7 separate regions of the Mus musculus genome follow, and all the other regions are linked to region 2. A link is a contact called in public HiChIP or PLAC-seq and promoter capture Hi-C data. All regions are on one chromosome and are shown on one strand. The core of a region is the stretch at or near the end of the contact, and the rest is flanking DNA. Distances in the headings are between cores, read along the strand shown. Region 1 holds the start of Cyp2w1 (cytochrome P450, family 2, subfamily w, polypeptide 1). Region 2 holds the start of Psmg3 (proteasome (prosome, macropain) assembly chaperone 3). Region 3 overlaps Mad1l1 (MAD1 mitotic arrest deficient 1-like 1). Region 4 holds the start of Mrm2 (mitochondrial rRNA methyltransferase 2). Region 5 holds the start of Zfand2a (zinc finger, AN1-type domain 2A). Region 6 holds the start of 3110082I17Rik (RIKEN cDNA 3110082I17 gene). Region 7 overlaps Mad1l1 (MAD1 mitotic arrest deficient 1-like 1).

The links. Promoter capture Hi-C pulls out the DNA fragments that hold promoters and counts their contacts. HiChIP or PLAC-seq counts read pairs in DNA pulled down with a chosen protein or histone mark.
Region 1: a FOXA1 HiChIP or PLAC-seq map of pancreatic cancer cells shows a contact between it and region 2. The contact joins the promoter of Cyp2w1 here to the promoter of Psmg3 in region 2. A contact is called at or near these places in 1 of 39 promoter capture datasets (erythroid cells) and 1 of 115 datasets of contacts at active chromatin or transcription factors (pancreatic cancer cells).
Region 3: a promoter capture Hi-C map of embryonic stem cells shows a contact between it and region 2, with 5 times the contacts expected there. The contact joins the enhancer-like site here to the promoter of Psmg3 in region 2. A contact is called at or near these places in 19 of 39 promoter capture datasets (the 3T3-L1 cell line, the C10 cell line, the HPC-7 cell line and 11 more), 7 of 15 datasets of contacts at CTCF or cohesin (the NIH/3T3 cell line, embryonic stem cells, hippocampal excitatory neurons and 3 more), 131 of 484 Hi-C or Micro-C datasets (the AML12 cell line, the AtT-20 cell line, B cells and 68 more), 25 of 115 datasets of contacts at active chromatin or transcription factors (the 230-238 cell line, the HPC-7 cell line, PVALB interneurons and 17 more) and 4 of 9 other capture datasets (adipose tissue, embryonic stem cells, liver and 1 more).
Region 4: a contact with region 2 is called in a promoter capture Hi-C map of the HPC-7 cell line. The contact joins the promoter of Mrm2 here to the promoter of Psmg3 in region 2. A contact is called at or near these places in 31 of 39 promoter capture datasets (the 3T3-L1 cell line, 3T3-L1-derived adipocytes, the C10 cell line and 20 more), 6 of 15 datasets of contacts at CTCF or cohesin (the G1E-ER4 cell line, the NIH/3T3 cell line, embryonic stem cells and 3 more), 111 of 484 Hi-C or Micro-C datasets (the AtT-20 cell line, B cells, the Ba/F3 cell line and 64 more), 53 of 115 datasets of contacts at active chromatin or transcription factors (the 230-238 cell line, the HPC-7 cell line, the NIH/3T3 cell line and 34 more) and 5 of 9 other capture datasets (adipose tissue, embryonic stem cells, liver and 2 more).
Region 5: a contact with region 2 is called in a promoter capture Hi-C map of erythroid cells, with 22 times the contacts expected there. The contact joins the promoter of Zfand2a here to the promoter of Psmg3 in region 2. A contact is called at or near these places in 1 of 39 promoter capture datasets (erythroid cells), 3 of 115 datasets of contacts at active chromatin or transcription factors (bone marrow-derived macrophages, memory CD8 T cells and pancreatic cancer cells) and 2 of 9 other capture datasets (adipose tissue and pancreatic islet).
Region 6: a promoter capture Hi-C map of hematopoietic stem and progenitor cells shows a contact between it and region 2. The contact joins the promoter of 3110082I17Rik here to the promoter of Psmg3 in region 2. A contact is called at or near these places in 6 of 39 promoter capture datasets (the 3T3-L1 cell line, the HPC-7 cell line, embryonic stem cells and 2 more).
Region 7: a contact with region 2 is called in a promoter capture Hi-C map of liver, with 4 times the contacts expected there. The contact joins the enhancer-like site here to the promoter of Psmg3 in region 2. A contact is called at or near these places in 14 of 39 promoter capture datasets (the 3T3-L1 cell line, the C10 cell line, the HPC-7 cell line and 7 more), 1 of 15 datasets of contacts at CTCF or cohesin (large pre-B cells), 17 of 484 Hi-C or Micro-C datasets (the Ba/F3 cell line, the C2C12 cell line, the HL-1 cell line and 14 more), 17 of 115 datasets of contacts at active chromatin or transcription factors (SST interneurons, T-cell acute lymphoblastic leukemia, bone marrow-derived macrophages and 11 more) and 3 of 9 other capture datasets (adipose tissue, embryonic stem cells and liver).

The regions. Positions count from the first base shown.
Region 1 is chr5:139,350,723-139,354,137 of GRCm38.p6, reverse strand. Cyp2w1 (cytochrome P450, family 2, subfamily w, polypeptide 1) reads right to left here and starts at 1,522. Exons shown (of 9, transcript NM_001160265.2): 1 at 1,309-1,522; 2 at 136-298. The coding sequence starts at 1,491.
Region 2 is chr5:139,825,342-139,828,725 of GRCm38.p6, reverse strand. It overlaps Psmg3 (proteasome (prosome, macropain) assembly chaperone 3), which reads left to right and starts at 1,832. Exons shown (of 3, transcript NM_025604.4): 1 at 1,832-2,004; 2 at 2,362-2,598. The coding sequence starts at 2,383.
Region 3 is chr5:140,281,252-140,284,722 of GRCm38.p6, reverse strand. All of the region lies in intron 9 of Mad1l1 (MAD1 mitotic arrest deficient 1-like 1), which reads left to right. Among named protein-coding and RNA genes, the nearest start is that of Mad1l1, 39 kb to the left of the region's middle. Within about 2 kb of position 2,207, at least 48 of the 459 cell types and tissues checked have an H3K27ac peak or open chromatin away from gene starts, as enhancers often do. A contact at or near this core is called in the AtT-20 cell line, DN3 thymocytes, T-cell acute lymphoblastic leukemia and 5 more, where this site is marked.
Region 4 is chr5:140,329,951-140,333,447 of GRCm38.p6, reverse strand. Mrm2 (mitochondrial rRNA methyltransferase 2) reads left to right here and starts at 1,550. Exons shown (of 3, transcript NM_026510.1): 1 at 1,550-1,595; 2 at 2,179-2,468. The coding sequence starts at 1,588. It overlaps Nudt1 (nudix (nucleoside diphosphate linked moiety X)-type motif 1), which reads right to left and starts at 1,588. Exons shown (of 5, transcript NM_008637.2): 1 at 1,493-1,588; 2 at 975-1,025.
Region 5 is chr5:139,482,719-139,486,179 of GRCm38.p6, reverse strand. Zfand2a (zinc finger, AN1-type domain 2A) reads left to right here and starts at 1,689. Exons shown (of 7, transcript NM_001159908.1): 1 at 1,689-1,903; 2 at 3,383-3,461. The coding sequence starts at 3,424.
Region 6 is chr5:139,458,925-139,462,232 of GRCm38.p6, reverse strand. It overlaps 3110082I17Rik (RIKEN cDNA 3110082I17 gene), which reads left to right and starts at 1,699. Exons shown (of 5, transcript NM_028469.3): 1 at 1,699-1,764.
Region 7 is chr5:140,200,165-140,203,226 of GRCm38.p6, reverse strand. All of the region lies in intron 10 of Mad1l1 (MAD1 mitotic arrest deficient 1-like 1), which reads left to right. Among named protein-coding and RNA genes, the nearest start is that of Gm16120, 6.3 kb to the left of the region's middle. Within about 2 kb of position 1,431, at least 34 of the 459 cell types and tissues checked have an H3K27ac peak or open chromatin away from gene starts, as enhancers often do. A contact at or near this core is called in the HL-1 cell line, T-cell acute lymphoblastic leukemia, double positive thymocytes and 3 more, where this site is marked.

The DNA of each region.
Region 1 (3,415 bases), core at 273-2,772, 470 kb after region 2:
TGCCCCTCCCATTCGGAGGTTACCCTGGGTCATACTTCTCCTGTCTTGCAATAGGCTGATCCTGTCTCTCCCTAGTACCAATCCAAGAGGCCTAGTCTCCCCCCCATCTGGCAAGGAACCCCAATGCCCACCTACCCCCACCTCGCTGGATGTGCTGGAAGATGGGAATTGGGGGCCGGTCGGCTAGCTCATGCCCGGTTCCAACCAAGGCCTCCCTCACCACCTCATAGCCCGACAGCACCACGGTCTTCTGAGATCCCAGATGGATTGTGAACATGGGCCCGTAGCGTTCTGAGAGCTGGTGGGGACAGACAGGTGTCAGACAGGCAGCCTCCACCCACCCTCTAAGAGTTACATACAGCCGTACTGTATGTAGGCTGGAAGCTTAAGAGCTGGAGAGAACCCCAAGAGCCCCTCCAGTCTCCCCAGGAGGGGGCGCTGTTCAAATGTTCAAACTTCCATCACCCCACTTCAAAGAGAAACCGTTGAAAAAAAATGAGAAAGCTAGAGTGGAATTTGTGGGTCTCACCCAGAGCCATGGCTGGATCTGCCTGATCTCTGCTCCTCAGACTGGGCCCCGAGGTAGGGCCTGAGCCTCTGAACCTAGTGCCGGCAGCCACGTCGGAGTCTAGCCTGACCCACCCTAGGAAAGGTGTGGCAGAGCCACTTCAAGCTAGCTCTGCAGTTGTGTGGACTTCTCTGCAAACAAGAGTCCCCAGACAAAATTCAAGGACCTCCACCCTACTGAGCCAGTTAACCCTGGCCAGTGGCGGTGCAGCCAGCTTACCTTCATGTCTGAGTTCTAGGGAGAAGCCGTACCTAGCTAATACCCTACCCAGACAAGGGCACTGCTGCCCTGCCACATTTCCAACACTTCTAGACACACCTGCCAGTCTCTTCCTCATTGTTCCAGAGCCCACCCTGCTCACCAATCCTGAGCCCTGACCCTTGGCTGCTGTCCTGTCCCATCTATCTATCTATCTATCTATCTATCTATCTATCTATCTACCTACCTACCTACCTACCTACCTACGTATCTATCTATCTATCTATCTATCTATCTATCTATCTATCTATCTATCTATCTATCTATCTTTTATTTGCAATTCTGGGATAGAACCAGGCTCTTGTGAATGCTAAGCAAACACACTACAATGAGCTATCTCCCTAGCCTAGGCCACTCTTGCTTCCAACATCTGCTCTCTGGGACAAGCCTCTGGCATCCTGAATCCCCCCTGGCTTCCCTTGTCAGTGCTGGGACACAGACACCATGTGAGCTGTGAGATGAAATAGGGTCGCCCACCCTACCTCCATCAGTGCCCGGTCTTGTTGGGTCACACCCAGCAAATGCAGGTTCCCCAGGAACGGCAGAGGGCGAGGCCCAGGGGGCCACCGAGGAGCCAGGGAGGGGCTCCGGGTGCAGCCCTGGAGCAGTCCCCACAGCCCCAGAAGTAGCAAGATCCCCCAGACACCCAGGAGCAGCAGAGCCATGTGAACAGCTGGATGGCAAATCCTCAGCTCTCCAGGGGCCCAGTGAGCCCTCTGCCTTATAGCCATCCTCCCCAGGGCGTGCCGGCACCCCACCCACCCCACCACCCCGAGAATGTGGAATGAGCAGTTTGCAGGAGACAGCCCAACAGGAGGCTTAAAGCTACAGGTTATGTGGAATGTGGGGTCTCCTCTGTGGCAGGGGGCCTGGGTTGGGGGCTGAAAGGACCTCTGTCGGCAGTACAGAGCCAAGACGTTTTGGTCACAGGTTATCCAAGCCTGGGCCAGGCGAGGTCAGGCTTCCAAGATACCTACATCCATCCCTCCATGTCTCCTCAGGTTCCAGTGTCACAGTCAGAGCCATGTCTATTCTGTCCCCCACTTTGGGAACCAATAGTTCTCCGTGGCCTCCCGTCAAAGTAGAACTTACGGGACTCTGAGACTAGACCCTCATCCTGAAAGAAAGGATGAGGGTCCCCTGTGTCCTCAGGACCCTAGTGCCCAGCAGGTACACTGAATGCCCTGTGCAGCCATCAAGGACCTCTCTCACCACAAGGACCTCAAAGCTCATAGCCTTCAGAAGCAGTGAGTGTCTGCTGAAGCTGAGGGAGCTCTCACCCCAGCAGCCTGGAGTAAGGGGCACAACCACCCAGACACTGAGGGGCCATCCCATTTAGGAGACCGTGAACAGACCCAGCAGGTGGCTGGGTTTACAGCCCTAGCTGTCTGGGCTCTAATCCTGTCTCTTAAACCCTGGAGGCCTCACTGGGGAGGAGGTGCCTCTGTGAGAAAGGGCTCTGCGGGCGGGTGGCTCTTGGCACCAGAAGTAGCTGGGTTGCTTCCCCGCAGCCTGCCTCAACATGAGGCACCTGGAGTCCTACCCCCCAAGCAGGGCCCCTCACCACGGGGCCTATTCCCTGGGGTGTTATCCACGCCCTGCACAAATGCTGAGCTGAGGAAGGCGCAGAAGCCATCCGCAGTCCTTACAGCCAGGTCTTGTCTGTGGAGAGAAGCCCAGCCTAGACTGCATTCACCCTAGCACCTCTCTTCCCTGCAACAGCGTGAGCCTGGGCTGCGACAGCTCCCTGTCGCTACTGTGGATGTCTGGGTCATGTTTCAACCAACTGCCACCAAGGCCACTTACAGAATATCCAAGCTAGGGCCCCTACCCAGACAGGAAAATCTACATAATCGCTGCAAGAAATCCTTATTGAGCAGTTGCTATGTGCCAGACTTGGCCAGGAGCGAGGGCTATGGAAATCAGAGGCAGAGGGACCAACAGGACTCTGATGTCACAATCCCAGGGGAGGATTGGTGTGGCTCCGTTTGCTTGTATTGGAAAGGAGGAAGTCAAGGCAGATGGTGTGCTGTGGTGTCTGCACGGTAGCTGGTGAGCTGAGATTTGCCTGGCCATCAGGGACAATGAATGGGATGTGGAGGTAGGTGTAGAAAAGCCAGGCAGGGTGGGACAGGAGACTGTCAGGATGATCAGGGCTGGAGTCTGCAGCCCCTCCGGGAGCAGGCACGAACTCCCATGCCAGCATGAGAGTCCCCATGGCTTCAGCGAAGACCCCAGAGTTGCCTGGGTGAGTTAAGTGTTCTGGTGTCCAGGCATCTCTGGACAACTTCCCCCGCAGTGTCCATGCTTCTGCATGGCTGGCTGGTGTGGCCCAAATCCTCCTGCTTCTGCCTCCCAGGGCTGGGATCGCAGGCAACACCACTCAGCTACCTTGGGAGTTATTTTGGGGAAGGAATTTTGCTGTTTGTTGTTATGGTGGTGGTGGTCTTGATACAGGGTCTTGTGTAGCTCATGCTGGCTTTGAACTCCTGCTCCTCCAGCCTCTCCTTCCCTAGGGCTTAGATTACTAGTATGCACCATGAACAGTTGAAAAGGTCTGTGTGTGTGTGTGTGTGTGTGTGTGTGTGT
Region 2 (3,384 bases), core at 583-3,082:
ACACACACACAGAGAGAGAGAGAGAGAGAGAGAGAGAGAGAGAGAGAGAGAGAGAACCAAAAACCCAAAACAAACAAAATAGAGGCCATATTGAAAATCCAGGAGGTCTGGTACAGCCTACAATCCCAGCACTAGGGAAAGGGAACAAACCTAGACCTGATCCCCAGCCTTGCCGACAGCCAGCCTATCCTAATTAGTAAGCTCTAGGCCCTGGCTCAAGAAACAAGGTATAACGGGCATGGTGGCAGCCACACCTTTCGCCCAAGCAGAGGCAAGTGAATCTCTGAGTTTGAGACCAGCCTGGTCTACGTAATGAGTTCCAGACCAACCGAGGCTACACAGTGTGATTCTGCCTAAAGAAAGGAAATAAGAGAGAGTGGGGAGAAGGAGAGAAAAGAACAAAAGAAAGAAGAAGGGTAGAAGGGGCCTGAGGAAACTGACCTCTGACCTTCATACATATGTATACACACACACACACACACACACACACACACAGGAACCCACACACAAAAGAGTGAGTTTATGTTATTCTTGAAAGTAGATGAAACCGAAGATAATCGTGTTAAGCAAATTATGCCAGTCTCAGAAAGACAGACACCATATGTTTTCTCTGACTGGTGGGGCCTAGATTTTACATAGTCACACTGAACCGTGTGTGTGTGTGTGTGTGTGTGTGTGTGTGTGTGTGTGTGTGTGGTGTACATTTAAGAAAACAAACAGGAAGGAGGGGAGAAAAGGGAAGATAGAGGGAAGGGGGATATGCTCAATTTACAGTCTATAATTTTAAGAAAAAAGTGCTTTGATTTAACAGGTCACCATTAAGAGCACCACTTGTTGCTCTTGCTGAGGACCAGGTTCAGTTCCCATCACCTACATGGCAGCACATAACTGTCTGTAACTCCAAATCTAGGAAACACAACACCCTCTTCTGGCCTCTGTGGGTACTGCATGCACATGACACCATATACAGGAAGGCAAAAATACTCATGCAAATAAATAAACAAACAAACAAATACTGTTTAATTCTTTTAAGTATTCTGCAAGATGAACAATAATTAGTGTAAATGAGACTTGCTCCTCGATACCCACAAGAAAAAAGGAAAAAAATGAAAGAAAGAGGGAAGGAGAAAAAAATGATGGTTGGGATTTGGCTCAGTTTGTGAATGCTTGCGTAGCATACATAAACTCCTGGATGTTATCCCCACACCAGCAAACCATGTGTGGGGTGTGTTCCTGTCATCCCTGCACTTGGAAGGAGAATCAGGAGTTCAATATTTTCCTTGATCAACCTAGGGTACTTGTGACCCTGTCTCAAAAAACAGAAGAGGAGGGGGAGGAGGAGAAGAGGAAAAGAAGGAGGAGGAGGAGGAGGAGGAGGAGGAGGAGGAGGAGGAGGAGGAGGAGGAGGAGGAGGAGGAGGAGGAAATAATCCTAGAACTCGGGAGGATATGTGAGTTTGAGGCCAGCCTGGTCGACATAGTGAGTTCCAGGACAACTAGGGCTACACGGAGATACCGTGACTAAAAGAGGCAAAACTGACAGACAAACAGACGAAACAAGTTACTGTATATTAAGTGTGCCTTAGCCAAAGCCAGGTACACACCAAGTGAAAACAAATATTAAAATATTAATAATATTAAAACAAATATTATTTTGTGTCCACAGCTAGGACACAAAGCTCCCTACACAGGTGGTCAAGCACCGCCACCGAGATCCTGGAGCTCGGAGAGGCACACTGTCCCTTTAACACGAAGCCTGGACGGCTCCTTTGCAGCACGGAACCTTAGGCCCTGGGACTGCCGTGGCCTACGGACCTTAGGCCCAACGGACAGGAACCGGAAGTTCTCGCCGGGACTTCTGCTAAACCATTGCTGGCTTAGTTGCTCCCTGAAACCGCTTTCTGGCGCTGCTGGTGGGGTGAGCGCTGGTTGCCGAGGGTTTCGGTCCCAACTGCTGTCAGTAGTGATCCAGCCATCCCCAGTCCTGCGCCGTCGGGGCTCCCCGGTGAGCTCGGCCGTTTTCCTCATCCCTGATAATCTGGAAGTGGGACAGCTAGTCGCGGGGATGGCGGTCATCGCAAGCAGTGCGGCGGGACAAAGACGCTCACAAAAGCCCGCACGAGCATGCGCGCACTCGCTTTTGGGTTGGGGCGTGGTATTGATAACAGGGTCTCCCCCATGTAGCTCAGGCTGGCCTCGAACTGGGACTTCTCCAGCCTCAGCGTCCCCTGTCCTGGGATGGCAGACATGTGCCACCACGTGCAGCTTGGAATGGGCCGCTTGTCATTTCTGCTGTCGAGCTCCAGGTTGTGTCCGATTCTGATTGCTCCATCCCTTGTTTTCTTTTCTTTTAAAACTAAAGCCTCCGCTGAAGAACGGGACCATGGAAGACAAACCACTGGTAGTATCTAAACAGAAGACAGAAGTGGTGTGCGGTGTGCCCACCCAGGTGGTCTGCACGGCCTTCAGCAGCCACATCCTAGTTGTGGTGACCCAGTTCGGGAAGATGGGTACGCTAGTGTCCTTGGAGCCCAGCAATGTGGCCAATGACATCAGCAAGCCAGTGCTCACCACGAGAGTCCTCCTCGGGCAGGACGAGGTAATGGGAGTTGAGAGCATCTTTTTTTCTGCTGTCATTTGTCCATAGGGATATGGGGTGCCTGATAGGCACAACTCCATACGTACCCAAACTATGCGCAGTGAGCATTTTCCAGGGCCATTCTGGACTGAGGGTGTCCTGGCTGGCTCGAGTGATGCTTTTCCCAGCGTGTTAGCATTTTACTCAACACTCGGGGAGGGATTGATTTTTATGACATAGCCATTTCCTCAGTTTGACCCTGTCCTGATGGCTCTATGTTTATGTCTGCTTCTTGAGTCTTGACAACAGTTCCCTTTGCAGGCCTGTCTGTCTTGATTAGGAGTAACCAGAGAGACGGTAGGCAGAGGTACCAAGGAAAAGTCTTAATACTGCCTCCTGGGCAGTTCCCTCTGTCTGCTTTATGCAGTCCACGTGGTGCTCTGAATCACTGTTGTCCTAGCTTAGGGGGTTTGGGGAAAGCGTGAGACGCTGGCCTAGGTCTCTTAAGGAAAGCATTAGGAGCAGACAGTGTTTGTCCCCAGTGTGACTATACACACCTGTAATCCTTTCAGGGGGAGGCTGCGGCAGAAAAATTGCTACAAGTTTGTGATCAGACTGAGCTGAGGCCAGCTAAGGGATAGACCTTATTCTCCCTGCATAAGCAAAAAAGAAGGAGAAGAAATAAAGCAAACTACTGGTTATGGTGACATGCTGGCTGCTGTAGTCCCAGCACTTGGGAGGTGGGATCAGGAGAATCAGGGTTCAGTTTCATTCCCATAAGGCTTGCTTGGGCTACATGACACCCTC
Region 3 (3,471 bases), core at 958-3,457, 460 kb before region 2:
AGCCAACCACTGTGCTCTGCTGCCTGCATCTCAGTGAGGGAATTGGACTCTGAGCTCCCATATAAGCATCGGCTTTGAGTCCATGGCTCAAACTCTTCAGTGTTCACCCAGAGCAGGCTGCCTGCTGGGACAGGACCTGAGAATCTGGGTCCTGCCTCCCAGCTTTGCATTGGTATGTGCTCTTCCATCCCAGGGCCTGCGGAAGGAGGTCTTACAGGCAGACCTCTTGCTGTGGGGAAGATGGGCTCAGAGGCAGGTTTCAAGAGTAGTTTCCCAGCTCCTGCTGCCCATGTATCTTCTCCGCTTGACTCTGGCCTTGTCCCTAGGCTCCAGGAGGCCACCTCCTGCCTTTGGTTGGGCAAGATGCTGGCTGGGTGGTGGCAGGTGGAGGATTCTGAAATGAAGCATGAAGCACTGTCACTGTAGCTGTTACACATGTCACACTCATAGGACACAGAGTGCCAGACCATAAGCTGCAGGCATCATTCCATGTCTTCAGAACACACACAGCTTGACAATGGGACATAGCGACAGCTGTCAGGATGTCCTGGGAGTCTGGCTTTGGCTGAAGCTTGGCATTTGCAGAGATCATGGTTGGGAGCACTTGTTGAATGGTGCCAGTGGAGCACATGACAAATGTTACACACAGCACTTCTTCATCTTAACACGAGTGCTAGGAAAATCCTGGGATTGCACACCTGGGTACTTGTCTGGAAAATGCAGTGATCTCTCTGCTCATTCTCGAGCCAGAAAAGCCTCTGAATTGCTTTTTTTTTTCTTCCTTATTTTGTTCTTGTCTTTAAAAATAATGTTTTTATTCCATTTATTTATTTAGTATATGGATATGTATGCACACATGTGCTATGATGCAATATGGTGGCCAGAGTGTGGTCTGTGGATGTCAGTTATTTCTTTCTACATGTAGGTTCCACCATGTGGGTGCCAGTACCAAACTCAGGTAGGCAGGCTTGGTCACAGGTTCCTCTCTATCCCCTGATCCATGTCTCTGACCCTGGTTTTGGTTTTTGAGATAGTGTCTTAGGCTAATCTTGAACTTGCTAAGTATCCAGGAATGACTTTGAACTCCTGATTTTTCTGCTCTGCCTCCCCAGTGATGAGATTATAGGTGTCCACCACTATGTCTGCCCAGTTCATGGGGTCTCACTTTCGTGCATGCTCAGCAAGCATTCTGCCAACTGAAATACAGCCCCATTAGGGAAACAGTTTTCACATAGTTCTTCCCTTAAGTGTGGGATCTCAGTTTGGGTAGAGTTGTGGTTGGTTCACTCAGTTCTGTCTATAAGTGAGGAATCTCATGCCAAGTGGAGTTGTGTTCAGGTAGACTCATCAGGCTGGTATTTCATAGGCCAAAGTATGCTTGTACTGGAGGGATGCTAGAGTGAACCAGAGGAGGCCTGTGACCTGCTCTTAGTGTGGATCTGTCTATCCTCAGAGGCTCTGGCTTCCTATGGCCTATGCAAACTGGGGTGTGGGACTTAGGAATGTTTATTCTGTAACTTGTCATTAGAGGTAGTAGTCTGGTAGCAGCCAGGTGACCTGTGTTTGTGGACTGTACACCTGGTACGTGTTCTAGGGCACCCTATTGGATTGGGGCCAGACCTGTTGCGTATTTGCTGGTTTGATGCTGTTGATGGGAACACAGCCTAGGGCAGGAAACAGGTGCCTTTTTAGAGAACCCACAGCCCACTAGTTTGAAGATAGTTCTTGTTCGGATGGTTCTGAGGTTTCTTAGTTGCTTGCTGGATACACCATTCAGGATATCAATGCTGTATAGTAGCTACAGTCTAGCCTGTACCTTGGTAGCTTCTCTACTCTTCCTCATCTGCCTGTGGCTCTTTATGGCCTCTGCCTGATGGTGTGGGACGAGAGGCCCTTGGAGGGACCAGTGACCCAATGTCAGCCAAGTATGCCTGTGTCTTGCTGGGCTGCGTGGCTGCTCCTGAAGCGTGGTGGGCTCTGCTCTTGGTAACCTCCATCCATCTGGCCTGCCACCTGTGCCAGGCAGCTGGCCCGAAGTCTCTGTGGGCTGTTCAGTCCCATGCTGTCACATTTCCTTTCTGCCAGGGGCCGCCATTTTGGAGCATAGCACAGGCACATGTGGCAGGAAGCCCCAGCTGGAGGCTCTCTTACAGACCTGTCTGTAGTACTTTGGCAAGGCCTGCTGGAAGGCTTGCTCCGCCCACCACCTTTGCCCTGCCTCCCAGCTGGATCTGGAACTGCTCCTGGCGTGGAGGCTGCCTGGTGGAGGCTGCCAGGTAGAGCGCAGGCAGCCGTCACTTGGGAGAGGAAACATTTAACTTTTGAGGCAGCAACACAATACCATCTCCTCTGTGGAGGCGGCCGAGGTAGAAGATTAGCAATTAATTCTTTATTACGCGCAAACTCCTCTTCAGTTCTGTGGACCCAAACAGTCCTCCCGCCTCGAGGAGGGCGGCTCCACTCAGTCCATTCCCCAGTGCACCGCTGCTCGGCTGCTCTTGAGCTGATAGGAATTGCTTACGAGTCTTCATGGAAGACATTCAGATCCGCAGTTCTCTGGCTTCCTACTTGCTCCCCCGCCTTTCCCCCTCTTCTCTGGTATAGTTTATTGTGCTTCGGTCTCAGGAGCATCTTGCTGTTTATTGGGATTGCAATTATAGAATACAGGTATCAGCTGCCTTTTAGGCTAGACAAGTTGTAGCACGCTGATTTTCATTTTCTTTAAATTATAGCTTTTTTTTTTTTTATTGAGGAGAGTGCTGTTATTGGTCTTGCCTTTAGTTTGGACCGTTTTATTGTTTACTGTAGCTTGGATGAACTGTTGGAGGCATGTTGGTAGGTGTTGCTTCTCAGTTATCTGCAAATTATGAAGTGTGATGGTTTGGCGTTGAAGGCACTGTGGGCTATAGGTCATTGTTGTAGTCTTAAAAAAAAAAAAAAAAAACCAAACCAACAGCCACCATGACAGTATGAGTAACTGAACCCAGCGATGCTATGTCCAATAAAACTTTACTTTTGGCCTGAGCATGTAGCTCAGTGGTAGAGCCCCTGCCTAGAATCCCCCAATGAAGGGCTGTGGTGTAGCTCAGTAGTAGAGCCCCTGCCTAGAGTCCCCCAATGAGGGGCTGGGGTGTGGCTCAGTGGTAGAGTGCTTGCTTAGCATGTGTGAGGCCCTGGGTTCCTTCTATGGTAGCATAAACAAGCAAAACAATTTGGTTTTCAAAACCACTATCAGTCACTTGGTTTAAAGGCAGCATAGAACCTGTCTCTTCCTTCTTAGTAGCTTAGCTTACTTCCTGATAACTTTCTGCTCTGGTATACCAGGAAGTTTTCTCTTGTCTTGGTCTGCAAGAATCTACCAGCATCTTGTGCCCTTATTTGACAGTGTTGGGCATGTGTTGGGCATGAGCCTAGTACAGGGTGGGGTGGTGTTTCCAAGCTTCAGGTAGTACCTCTCTTGGTTAGAATCTT
Region 4 (3,497 bases), core at 301-2,800, 510 kb before region 2:
CCATGTGGTTGCTGGGATTTGAACTCAGGACCTTTGGAAGAGCAGTCAGCGCTCCTAACCGCTGAGCCATCTCACCAGCCCCCCAAAATAAATATTTTTAAAACCCTATACGTTCTCGAATAAAAAAATCCAACAACCCTATATGTGCACAATATAAGTTAAAATTTAAAAACAGAATAAGAAGAAAGGGAAAGAAAAGGGACCCGGAAGCTTAGGCCTGGTGCTGAGGTAAGTCAGGAGAAGAAGTGGGCTTAGCATTGGCCTGTGTTCTGACTTGCCTGTGCCTGAGCCTCTGGCTTCCTGACTCAGCAAAGTCAGCCATCTCTTATTAAGCACCGGCTGTATACAGCTGTCTTTCATAGCCACAGGATATCCACAGGATATCTTTCATATCCACAGATACCAGGATACCTTACCCTTCCATGGATACTGGGATTAAAGTATGATGAAATCACTTCTTTGAAATGGCATATTTGCCTGTAACTTACAGACATCCTCCGGCCCACTTTACATGCAAACTATGTAAATTGTTTTCATGTAGGGAGTGATGACAAATGTCCTCACATTCCATACAGATGAGTGATTTGTTTTGCAAGGATTTTAAACGAGACAGAGTTGTGCCATGTTCTCCATTCTGGACTTAAACTCACAATCTTCCCGCTCAACCACCTGAGTGTAGAATGACAGGCGTGCACCAGCGTGCTCAGCTCCTTGTCTCAGTGAAATGAGCAGTGAGGACATAGATTGGAATCAGGTAGAATGGGTGTGGCTATGGCTCTGTTGATTGGCATTGCTTCAAACAGAGTCCCCATACTGTTTCCCTTTGCAATGGAAATGGGAGTGGGTGGGTAGGGGAGTGGGGGGGAGGGTATGAGGGACTTTTGGGATAGCATTGGAAATGTAAATGAGGAAAATACCTAATAAAAAAAGTAAAAAAAAAAAAAAAAAGACTAAGAACAGAGTTTAAGACTTACTTTCTTCGTTTCTGAGGCGAAAACTAGTGCTCCGAGGTCAAATGGCAGAGCCTAGAAGCAAACAAGGGTGTCCTGGTAGCTGTGATAGGTGGTAAATCGGATGTGTGTCAGGGAACTTTGGACAACCTTTGGTCTGAATTGAGGTCAAGTGTTGCAGGTGTTGGAGACAATGCACATGGAGTGCAGAGCCCAGAACCTGCCTGCAGGGGGCACTCTGCAAATGCCGTTCCCTAGCCTCCCCTCCCAGGGGCTATGGCCGGTACAGACAGGCTGCAAACTGCCCATGCATCAGCTTACCGCCCAGGTCCCCTCTCCCTCTCATTTCTGCTCCCTACTCTCTGTAGTTTCCCTGGTCTTCCCGACCTCAGGCCTGCCCAGTACCCCAGTTTTCCTGGTGGGTTTGAAGCTGCTCTCTAGTCCTTCTACCCCTTCTCTCCCCAGATTTTCCCTGGCACCCCACTCCCGACCTCCAGCGTCTCTCCCGCACCCAGATCTCATTCGCCCGGGACCATCCATACCTTCGCGCCCCAGCCAAAGTTTCCCGGGGCGGAGCCTCGCGTTGGAAGCGAGGGCGGGACTTCCGGCGGCGGGAGGAAACCACCAGCAAGCAGCAATGGCCGGGTGAGTGAGTTACGGCGTCTGCCTGCGCTAAAAGGACGTCTTTGCATACAGGAACGGAGTGGATGACAGTAGTAGGGAGCTCAGTGAATTGTGTTGCAGAGGGGTGCTGGCGACCTCCGTCCCGGGGAGCGGGACACGGGTGTACGATGTTTATTCATGTACAGACGTGAGTGAGTGAGGCTTGCAACATAGAAATAGGTGTATGGGCTCCGTGGATAAAGCTGTGCATTCGGGAGGATTGGGGTTCGGATCCCCAGAGCCTACAAAATACTGGACATGTGTGCTGACCAAATGTAACCCCAGTGCTGGGGAGGCAGAGAAAAGGGGTCCCTGGAGAAAGCTGGCGAGATAGACTGGCAGGTTGGCGACCTTACATCAATACATAAGGTAGAGAGCAAGCGAAGGGGACGTCCCTTCTCTACTTTGGACCCCCATACACAGGCAGACACATGTGCACATACATGCTAATACACATGCGTGCATGCATATCGCACATACATATGCAGAAACAAAAAGGTTGAACCAAGACTTTCTTGCCTCTCTGTGTAATGCCCACCCGCTAACTCTTTTTTCGTCATTTCAGGCATCTGAAGCTGGTAGGCGTTCCCCTTAAGGTTCGGAGGTTACACACAGCAGTGTGTCACTACAGGGGCCGGACCGGCGCTGAGCACCTGTGGCTCACGCGGCATCTAAAGGATCCGTTTGTGAAGGCCGCAAAGGTGGAGAGTTACCGCTGCCGCAGTGCCTTCAAACTCCTGGAGATGAATGAGAAGCATCAGATCCTGAGGCCCGGTCTCCGGGTGCTGGACTGCGGGGCAGCTCCGGGAGCCTGGAGTCAGGTGGCAGTGCAGCGCGTCAATGCCACAGGCGCAGGTGGGACCTGCTGGACTCCCAGCTCCTCTGACTACTGCTAGTGAGCAGCTCTTACCTAGAGACATTGTTTGAGGCTCTTTCTAAGTAGGTTTAGAGATGAGAGTTACAGAAATACGACACAGGCTGGGTACAGGACACAGCTGCTAAGTAAAGTCAGGCCCCGCAGGCCTACGAGGTGGAGGCAGGATTAGAAGTTCAGGGTCATCCCAGCTACATGGTATGTCTGTACTAGAGAAAAAAAAAAGGGCAGAGGTAGGGGGTTGGGAAGGGAGCACAGGGTGGTGGTGATGCTATGAAGATGGGTTAGTCAGCAGTGGTTCTCACTCTGGGCTGTGACCCACTGGCTTGGTGGTTGAATGGTGCATGCCGGTAAGGCTGACAAGCTTGAGTTCTCGCCCCAGGATTTACACTGTGGACGGGAGAATTGACACCAGAAAGTTGCTGTGTGGACTCCACAAATGTGCCGTGGCGTGTGCTCACTTGCTTATATACCCTCTCACATACATGATTAAATAAGCAAAATGTTTAAAAAAGAACAAAGAAGAAAACCACAGGAGTTGGCGGACAGCCTGGGTTCGCACTATGTCCCTTTCTCTAAACAAAACAAAAAGCCCCAGAAAACTAAACAATAATGGCTTCCTTTGCTTTCTGTTGCTGTCATAAGCACCATAACCAGACACTGTGAGTAGGAAAAGGTTTCCACCTGGGCTGGGGGTCTGGGCCCTGTAAGAAAGCAGGCTCTTCGAGCCAGGGGAGCAGGCAGGCTGTGCGAGCCAGGGGAGCGGGCCAGTCAGCAGCACCCTCCATGGCCTGTGCATCAGCAGCTCCTGCCTCCAGGCTCCAGCCTTGATTGAGTTCCTGTTCTGGCTTCTTTCAGTGACAGTGATATGGATGTGTAAGTCACGTAACCCCCTTCTTCTCCAACTGGATTTTTGGTTATGGTGTTTCATCACAGCAGTAGAAACTCCAAGACAGCAGGGTTTGGGGACAGGACTACTAATGTGTCCCTGAAGCCTAGGAGCTCTTGGA
Region 5 (3,461 bases), core at 440-2,939, 340 kb after region 2:
CACTGACTATTATTATTATTTTTTCTTTTGGTTCTTTTGAGACAGGGTCTCTGTATAGCCCTGGCTGTCCTGGAGCTCACTTTGTAGACCAGGCTAGCCTCGAACTCAGTAATCCGCCTGCCTCTGCCTCCCGAGTGCTGGTATTAAAGGCGTGCGCTACCACGCCCGGCCGGCACTGACTATTCTTCCAGAGGTCCTGAGTTCAATTCCCAGCAACTGCATGGTGGCTCACAGCCATCTGTAGTGGGATCCGATGCACTCCTCTGATATGTATCTGAAGACAACTACAGTGTACTCATGTAAATAAATCTTTTTTAAAAAACAAAGCAAAAAGTAATGTTGGCCAAGCTGGACAAGAACTAGGAGAGCCACCTGCCTCTGCTTCCCACATGCTGCGATTATAGGTGTACACATCCAACTGGCCTGATTTTTACTTTCTTATAGCACCTAGGATAATCAGCCTAGGGGTGGTACTACTCGCAAGGAGCTCAGCCCTTCCATATTAATGACTAACTTAAAAGTACTTCCTAGGCCAATCTTATAGAGGTTATTTCCTGAACTGTGGTCTCCTCTTCTCAGTTTATGTCAGATTGAGAAATAAATAAATAATTAATTAAAAACATAAATAATCAGGACAGAGCAGTAGTATTCTGGGTCTATTAGCCTAGCCCACAGATCTTTGGTATTCTCGAGCTTGGGTCAGCAACACTTGAACATCTTTCTTTCTTTTTTTTTTTTTTTTTTGGTTTTTTTCGAGACAGGGTTTCTCTGTGTAGCCCTGGCTGTCCTGGAACTCACTTTGTAGACCAGGCTGGCCTCAAACTCAGAAATCCGCCTGCCTCTGCCTCCCGAGTGCTGGGATTAAAGGCATGCGCCACCACCGCCCGGCTTGAACATCTTTCTTTCTTTCTTTCTTCTTCTTCTTTTTTTTCTTTTTTTTTTTTTAAGATTTATTTATTTATTTATTTATTTAAAGTACACTGTAGCTGTCCTCAGACACTCCAGAAGACGGAGTCAGATCTCATTACGGATGGTTGTGAGCCACCATGTGGTTGCTGGGATTTGAACTCCTGACCTTCGGAAGAGCAGTCGGGTGCTCTTACCCACCGAGCCATCTCACCAGCCCTGAACATCTTTCTTAAATCACATGCATAGTCCGTGCTCCAGCAACTCTGGTAACAGAGATACAGGCATTTTGGGTATCATCTTGTAATTCTTCTGTAGACTGGACCTCACTTTTCCAAGGCATGTTTGTTCAGATGACCTGTCCCTGGCGTTCTGCCTCCCCGAGTCCTGGGATCCTTACAGCTTCACAAATGGGCCATCAATCTGTGCATACCGCGATCCCAGCCCTCAGGGAACTCCTACTGAGACACAGGATTCTCACGTCCGGCCGGGTCCTGTCTCAGGCTCTCAGGTACAGGCAAGCCTGTCACCTCACCCAGAGCTGCCTCACCACGACTCAGCCTAAGCTAGAGATGTTGCCTGACTGTTCTAGAAAATAGGCGGGGGGATAGGGAGGGACGAAAAGGCCGTAGAACTGCTGGATTGGTGACATGTAAGTGACGTCATCACGGCGCCCAGCCCTCTGGGGGTCATAACACGAAGGAATTGGCTGGCCTTCGATGACATTTTGGGCGCGCTGGCGGGCCGACTCTAGATGTTAGGGGATTGGTTGGTGTTGGTGTGGCGTCATCAGAGCGCGCCGGGAACGCCCAGGATGTATGACTCTGGATCTGTCGGCTGGGGATAAATGGCCCAGGCTGCTGCAGGGGCAATGCTACGCTTTCCGGCCTTGAGAGAAGTCGGGCGCTTCGCGGCGATTGGAGCTGCAGTTTCTACTGCGGTGTCACCGGGATAACCACAAAGGGCACCGCTTGTCTGTCTCCGCCTCTGACTACCCGTGAGTGCCAGGTACCGGTGTGGTTGCGGGCCGCTGGGGCCCGGGGAGCTGGTGAACTAGGGGCTGGCGTCTCCGCGCTGTGATTTCTCGTGGCCTGGCCATCAAGGAGTTACTGTCTCAGCACAGTGACATCTCACATCCCCAGGTCAACTGCCCTGAGCCATTGTCGCGGCAGCCAGGCATAGTGGTTGTTGCAGGCCTGTAGTCTCAGCGCTGGGGAGTTGAGTTATTAGATCACAAGCTCCAGGCTAACCTGAGCTAAGTAGTGAGACACACTTTCATGAAACAGTCTACTAGCAGGGCATGGTGGCTCGTGCCTTTAATCCCTGCACTCCAGAGGCAGAGACAGGCGGATCTCCGAGTTGATAGCCAAAGTGATCTACAAAACGGGTTAAGGGACAGCCAGCACTACAAAATAGCGTCTGTCCTAGGCCCCCGGCCCCCTGTTTAAAAAAGGGGGGGGGGAGAAAAGAAACAGTCGGTGGTCATTTGGTAATACGTCACGTGCTGCTTGCTTTGAACAAAAACATTTCATAATGCGGATTCTGTTGTGCACGACTTAAAAGGTTTCCTCCCCGACAGGAATGAGATCCACCCTAACCACTAAATGCAGTAGGAAAGGAAGGGGGAAGGGTGGGAAGTGAATTGGCTTAGAGGTGTTAGAGGTGACGTTTGAGGAAGTGACACTGTAGACTGGTCCTTGACAAGTCAAATAGATGTCTTCTGAAGCCTGAGAGTTCTCAACAAGGAGTAGATAAGAAGTTCCCAGCAGAGAAAGTAATAGAAAGATGTGAAAAGCTCTTTGGGGACTTGACCTGTGGAAAGTGCAAGAGTTTCGAGTCATTTGATAGGTGACAGGACTTGGAGGAGACTTTGCTTCAAGCCTGGTCTCCGGGATGCCAGCCTCTCTGCTTGTCTGTTTCTTGTGGTTAATTAAAGTGCCGCTTGCCTTGATCGGCCCTGGCCTGATGTCATTATGGCGTGTGCACAAAGTAAAACTGAAGGCATGAGGGAGGGAGAGGCAAGGGACAGCCTACTCTGGGGAGCATAGTCAACTGATGCCACTTAGCACCTGGCACCGAATCTTGTTGATGTCAACAAGTGTATTGAGGAGTTGAGACTGCAGCTTGAGTTCCAAGGAGACCATAATTTTCAGTGGCAGCTATGGACTCCATACGGGAAGCCTTTCTTTCTCTCACCACATTTGTTTTGTTTTTGCCAGAGCTGGGGATTGAACCTAGAACTTCCCCCTCCCACATGCTACGCAGAGCATTCTCTTATTAACCCAAGGCTTGGTATTTATGATGAAACGACCACTTTGCTCTTTGCTGAGAATTTATGAGATGGCAGTCTTTCCCATGGCCCCAGGATGGTTTGGGTTTCCCGTGCTTCTCACAAATAGCTTCTCTGTGCTCTTTGGCTGCAGGTGACAGGCCCTGGGGTCCAACTCAGAACCTCATTCTCTTCTAATTCCCACAGGTGATACTTAAATACATCTGTGTTTTTGGACAGCATTTATAATGGAGTTTCCTGACTTGGGGAAGCACTGTTCAGAACC
Region 6 (3,308 bases), core at 450-2,949, 370 kb after region 2:
AACTTGGTAGAGTGCTCACCTACCATGTAAGAATCCCTGAGATCAACCCACAAATACATTTAAATTGGAAGGGAAAGAGTTGGGGCAGGCAGTGGTGGCACATGCTTTTAATCCCAGCACACCAGGGCCAGAGGCAGGCAGATCTCTGTGAGCTCAAGGCCAGCCTGGTTTTCAGAGTGAGTTCCAGGCTAGCTGGGGCTAAACAGAGAAACCCTGTCTCAAAAAAAAATAAATAAAATAAGGTATCCTTATACAGAAAGATTGTTACCTGTTATCTCTGTGTTGGCCACTTTCACAGCAAATGCCAGCTGAGCTAGAGTTCTTGATTCTCAGCCTGTTAGAGGCTTCAACAAAACTCAGGTGAGGGAGTCTGTCTTTTCTCATTGCTTGATAATTCCCCTCTCTCTATTCTGCATCACAAGGAATTTACTGTCTCCTCTTAGTTGGCTAGCAGCATCAGCAATAAATCACACCCACTCCATCTGTAATTTTGTCATTTTGAAGCAGGGTCTCACTAAGCCTTGGCTAACCTGGAACACACTATGTAGACCAGGCTGGCCTCACACTTGTAGAGATCCACTTGCCTCTGACCCAATGCTGGAATTAAAGGCTGTTGTGGGGTACTCTGAAGAGAAGACTGCTAGACATGGTTTAAGCCAATAGAAAATCTTTATTAGCTGTCCAGCAACTACACTGGGTGATGGAATCCTAGTGTAGCACTGAGCCTTTTTCCAGGTGATTTTTTAAGCACTAAAACCATGTTCCGAGTTGACACACAGTTAAAAAGAAGAGTAAACCAGAAGTGGAACTAGAGAGGCTGGAAAGCAAGGTTAGTGTGTGTTGAGACTTTCCCAGCACTATATGGACTCTGATGGACTAGGCCCTTGTTTTAGTTTGGGCAGGTGGTGCTGTCTATGTGCTGCTAAGTTTTACAGCCTCATGGTACTTCCAATGTGGAGTCAGTGTGCTAAGGTCTGGTGGCCTACTAAGGTCTATGGCCCTGTTACAAGGCCAGTGACAGCTATGCCAGACCCTTTACATTACTTCTTCACTACTTTGTGTGTGTGTGTGTACACATACATATATTATGAAATGTACATATTTACTTATTTAGTGTGTGTGTGTTTAGAGGTCAGAAGACAGCTTGTGGGAATTGATTTTCCTTCCGATTTATGGATCCTGGACATCAAACTAACGTTACCAAGCTTTACAATAAACACTTTTACCGTCGGAGGCATCTCACTGGCCTTTATGAATCTCGAGAAGACCCCGAGTTTCTGATCCTCCTCCCTCTATCTCTTTGGTGCTGGGATTATAGGCTACAACAGGGTCCGACTTTGAACTCCCTACACAGCGGAGGATAGCCTTGAACTCCTAATCCTTCTTCCTAGCTTCCCTAGGGCTGGGACGAAAGGCGTGCACCTCCAAGCCCGGCACCCCTCGGATATTCTAACTTTACCTGCTGGAATTCTCTGAGAGGTGTTCTATCTGTTCAGCCCAGCACCAGCGGCCAGAATTCGGCCGCACGTGCCCACGCCACCAGGTGTTGCCCTGGCAACTGACTGCGCTCTCAGCTCAGAGAGATGACGCCAATATCCTGCGCCAGGGCTGCGCCCTCCCATGCGGCGGCCATTGGCTGGCTGGAAGATGGACGCCTTCCCGATCCAATGGATAGCGCTGATCTTCTGAGGGCGGGACGGCGCGGAACCTGCTGAGCTGGTGGTGGAGGCGCGTGGCAGAGGTGTGCGAGAGTGGGAGCTGCAGGTGCGTGCTGGGTAGGGTGGGGTGACGGGGGGTTGTCGCATCCGCCCGGGGAGACGCGGTCCTGGGCCGGGCTGTGCGTCTCTGCGCAGCTCTCCACGTGGATTTCCAGAGATCTATTCAACCACCCACCTACCCATTTACCCCTGTTGATACAGGCGACCACTTAGCCATTCGTCCACTCCTCCGTCTACTTAAACGTCCATCCACTCCTCTACCCAATTATCCATCCGTCCACCCACCTATTCATCCAGGCACCCACCCATCCATTCATCTATATCCTTCATCCACCCACCCACTTATTCATGCACCCAACAGTCCTTCCATGTATCCATTCTTACAAGTTGGGTGTGGTGGTACACAGCTGTGGTCTCAGTATCCTGAAGGCTGGGACTGAAAAAAATTGCCGCTAGCTCGGTCTAGCCATGTCTTCTAAATGAGACTCCGTTCAAAAAAAAAAAAAAAAAAAAAAAGATTCTTTGGGTTCCTTTTCTGTATCGGTGTCACTCAAGGCTCTGGGAAGAAACGGGGGCCAGAATAAGAATCCCAGATCTAGGGAGCCCAGGTTTTTGACTGTAGAAGATCTCTTACTAATGGTCTTAGGTACCATGGAGATAATTTAAGGGAGTCTTGTTCCTTCTTTGAGCTTGCTGAGGCATAGTCTTTCTGGTTTCTGCTGCTGCACTGTGTACCCCAGGCTTACCCCCCTGTCTCTGCCTTCCATCTCACCATAGGAGAGACGAGACGACAGATTCACACACTGCATCCAGCTTTTTATGTAAGTCCCAGGAATCGAACTCATATTATCAGGCTTGTTCGGCAGGTGCTTTTACCCACTGAGAACTCCTAGCCCTCTGTCTTCTTATTTCCTTGCTGCATGAAGCAGCAGTCAGTGCCTCTGGATTTCATTTCCTAAAGGACTAGTGACATTGGGCATCTTTTCATGTTCTTCACTGTTTGTTCAAGACCTTTGCCCATTCTAGAGTTTGCAGTGTGTGTGTGTGCCAGAGGTCAACTTTAGGTGGTCCCCAGCAGCCATCTACCTTGTATGTGACAGTGGACTCGACAGGCTAGGCAGGGACGGAACTCAGGTCTTCAGGCTTAGTGGCAAGCGCCTTTACCTGCTGAACCATATTGCTTTCTCCCCCTCCCCCACCACTTCTTTTGTTTGGTTTTTGTTTTGTTTTTTGAGAGAAGGTTTCTCTGTATAGCAAGCCCTGGCTGTCCTAGACTCCCTTTGTATACCAGGCTGGCTTCGAACTCACAGAGATCTTCCCACCTCCGCCTCTAGAGCTCTGGGATTAAAGGTGTGCACCACCCCACCTGGTGCCCAAATTCTTTTATTGTATAATTGCCAGAGTTATTCTGTGGTGGTGGCCATGCATGCCTTTAATCCCTAGAGGCAAAGGCAAGTGGATCTCTGTGAGTTTGAGACCAGTGTGCTCTACAGAGGGAGTTCCACAACAGCCAGGTTATGGAGAAACCCTGTCTTGAAAAGCAGAAAAACAAAAAGAGTTCTTCTCAGGCTCCACCACATGCAGATTTCC
Region 7 (3,062 bases), core at 182-2,681, 370 kb before region 2:
CCTCCTGTATTTGGGATCCTTACCTCTCCTACAGATTCCAGAACTACCTCATGGCTCAGGCTAGACATACCGACATAACCTCCTGAGGTTTGCTCCACATCTGACTGCCCTTAGGGTCCATTGCAAACCTCCTAAGGGTGTGCCAGGAGCATCCTTTCACCAGCAGAGCCTTGCCCTTTGGTAAGGACACGGGGACAGTGTGGAGCATCCTAGCTCTGCCTGCAGACTCAGTAATATAGGTATGGCCACCTCGCCTTGATGCTGGTAGCACTTGTGAGTGCTATGTGCTCAGTGCTGGTGCCTTTGCTGTCTGTGGTGGAAGTTGTTTAGAAATTAAATACCTTCCTAGGGGGTAGCTGGGAATAGACAACAGTGGCCACCTAGGATGTGACATCCACAGGGATGCAGAGCTTATGTCTTACCACATCTCTGGCTGGCGTGTGTGAGGGGAGTGGGGATGGATCTGTCTAACCTGGACTTCTCCCATCTTCTGTTGAATATGTAGCTCTCTGTTGGCTGTTTTTTCCCTGAAGGCCACACCTACCAGAAATAAGCCTGAATCACCCAGAGTCTGGTTGTCAGTCATACTGACTGCCTTGGAAGGTCCTCCTGAGTGGTGACTTAGCCTGTTGTGAGATTCCTGCCAAACAGCCTTCCTACCTAGGGTGGCCCTGAGCACAAGGTTTCTAGGCACTTTCCTTCTGTTTCTTTGTCTTTTGTAAAGTCCCACCTCCTTCTCTTCCATGTCTGCTCACAGGGGGCGTCTTATCAGAGGAGGCTACCTAGCACACTGTTCCTCTTCTGTGTGTCTGTATCTTGGTCTAAGAAATCCTGTCACTTTCAAAGCTCTATTGGCAGACCCTTCCCCAACTCCCTGTCTTACTGTCTGAGAGCATCTGACATCATGATGGTCACTGGAAAAAACGCTCACTGACCACTACAATCTGACTCCCTGTGGCTTTGTTAGGGCTTGCCCTAATTACATGGGTGAGTATTTCCTGGGTTTAGGGATAGGGCCCGGTGCAGACTATAGGGCTAATTTATTGGCCTGTCATCTATTTACTTATCATTTATTGTCCCTGTCATCTATTTCTGGGGCCATAACTCTGTCTCTGGAAGGTCCCTGTTAATTCTTCACTCACTGGACAAGCAGATTTCTGTAATTTTCTTTCAGTTTTTAGAGACTCCCTGGTGGGCTGGGAGGAAGCATGGACATGCTGACCCCTTCTTGCCCAGTGCACATGGTGTAGGGACTGAAGGTGACTGCTCAGATGCCTCCGGTTTGGGGATCCACATTTTGCACATTTCCTCTTAACATAGAGGTAGCGATTGGGAACCTATAGGCACCTGGTGGCTTAGTTCCTGACCTGAGATGTTTTAGGTCAGTGCTGCAGGCTATGCCAGGCATTGTGCCCAGCAGCCAGGAGGGGCAAGCATCTTCTAGTTTTCCTGGTGCACACACAGTGGCTTCGCAGAGGTGACTCAGCGGCTTAGGTCTGCATTGACTCATCCGCAAACTTCAAGGTTGGAAATCATTTGTGTTAGCAGGTTTTGATCTGTGTTCCTCAGCCCTCCAAGGATAAAGAGGTGCTGTAGGTTTGAAGAAAAATTTACTAATTTTTTTTTAGCTTCATGAAAGAGATGAATTACAAAAAATTCACCGTGTACATGGAAATTCCATTATAATCTGTAGGAGACGACCGCTATTGGTACGCGTCAGACTGCTTTGGGCTGTCACCACAAAGGCTCTGAAGTGTCTGTGTGACACCTCTCCTCAAGTGTTACTGAATTGGGGTTCTATTGGTGTGTTTGGGCTTGTCACAGTTGTGCTCTAGTTAGGGCTCCTAATTTGCAAGCTTGTCTTTCCTCAGGGGCCTGCAGCCAGGTGGCTGAGGTTGCAGTGCTGGCAGATGTGCGAGTGAGGAGGGGCTGTCTTTCTGCTTGGCATCTGCTCCTGAGAGTCTCCTCTAATGTCCCTCACCTCATCACAAGTGCCCTCCCCTCCCTGGCCAGGCTCCTCCCAACACTGGCATGTTGGTGATTAGGGCTTCACACTGATCCTCAGTTCTCACAGAGATGTCACCTACTTCAGAAATGCCCTTGGCCATGGAGCCCTAGATGTCCTAGAGCTAGCTCTGTAGTCCAGGCTGGCCTCAAACTCACAGAGATCTGCCTGCCTCTGCCTTTGGGGAATTAACAGCATGTGCCTTCATGCCAGCTTTATATTTTATTGCTTAGACAAGATATCATGTAGCTCAGGCCCACCTTGAATTTGCTACATAGCCAAGAATGATCTTGAATTCTGATCTTCTGTCTCTACCTCCTAAGTGCTAGGATCACGGGTGTATACTACTACACCTGTTTATGCAGTGCCAGGGAACTGCAGGCTAGGCGAGCGAGCATTCTGTCAATGGTGCTGCAGCACCAGCCCTCAGAGGTTTTCAGTGTTTTGTTTTTTAATTTATTTTTTTTTCATTAGGTATTTTCTTCATTTACATTTCAAATGCTATCCGGAAAGTCCCCTATACCCTCCCCCCCCCACCCCCCTACCCACCCACTCCCACTTCTTGGCCCTGGTGTTCCCCTGTACTGAGGCATATAAAGTTTGCAAGACCAAGGGGCCTCTCTTCCCAATGATGGCCGTCTAGGCCATCTTCTGCTACATATTGTTTTGGTTTTAAACATAGAACCTGGGCTTGGCCATGACCGTAGAGACACATGAACACACTGTCTCTGCACCACCTGGCGCTCCAGCACTGGTTTCTATGTGGTGTGGTGAATGCCCTGCAGAACTCACACTTGTGGGGGTTTTGGTTTTCGTTTTTTCCTTCCAGACAGAGTTTCTCTGTGTAATATCCCCCATCCCTGGCTATCCCAGAACTTGCTTTGTAGACCAGGCTGGCTTTAAACTCACAGAGATCCGCCTGCTCTTGCCTCGCAAGCACTGGGATGAAAGGCGTGTGACACCACTGCCCAGCTGTACTTGTGATTTTGAATGAGCGACTTTATTAAGTATATAACAAGTGACTGGACAAGTGACAGATACATGACCCATCCCTAGG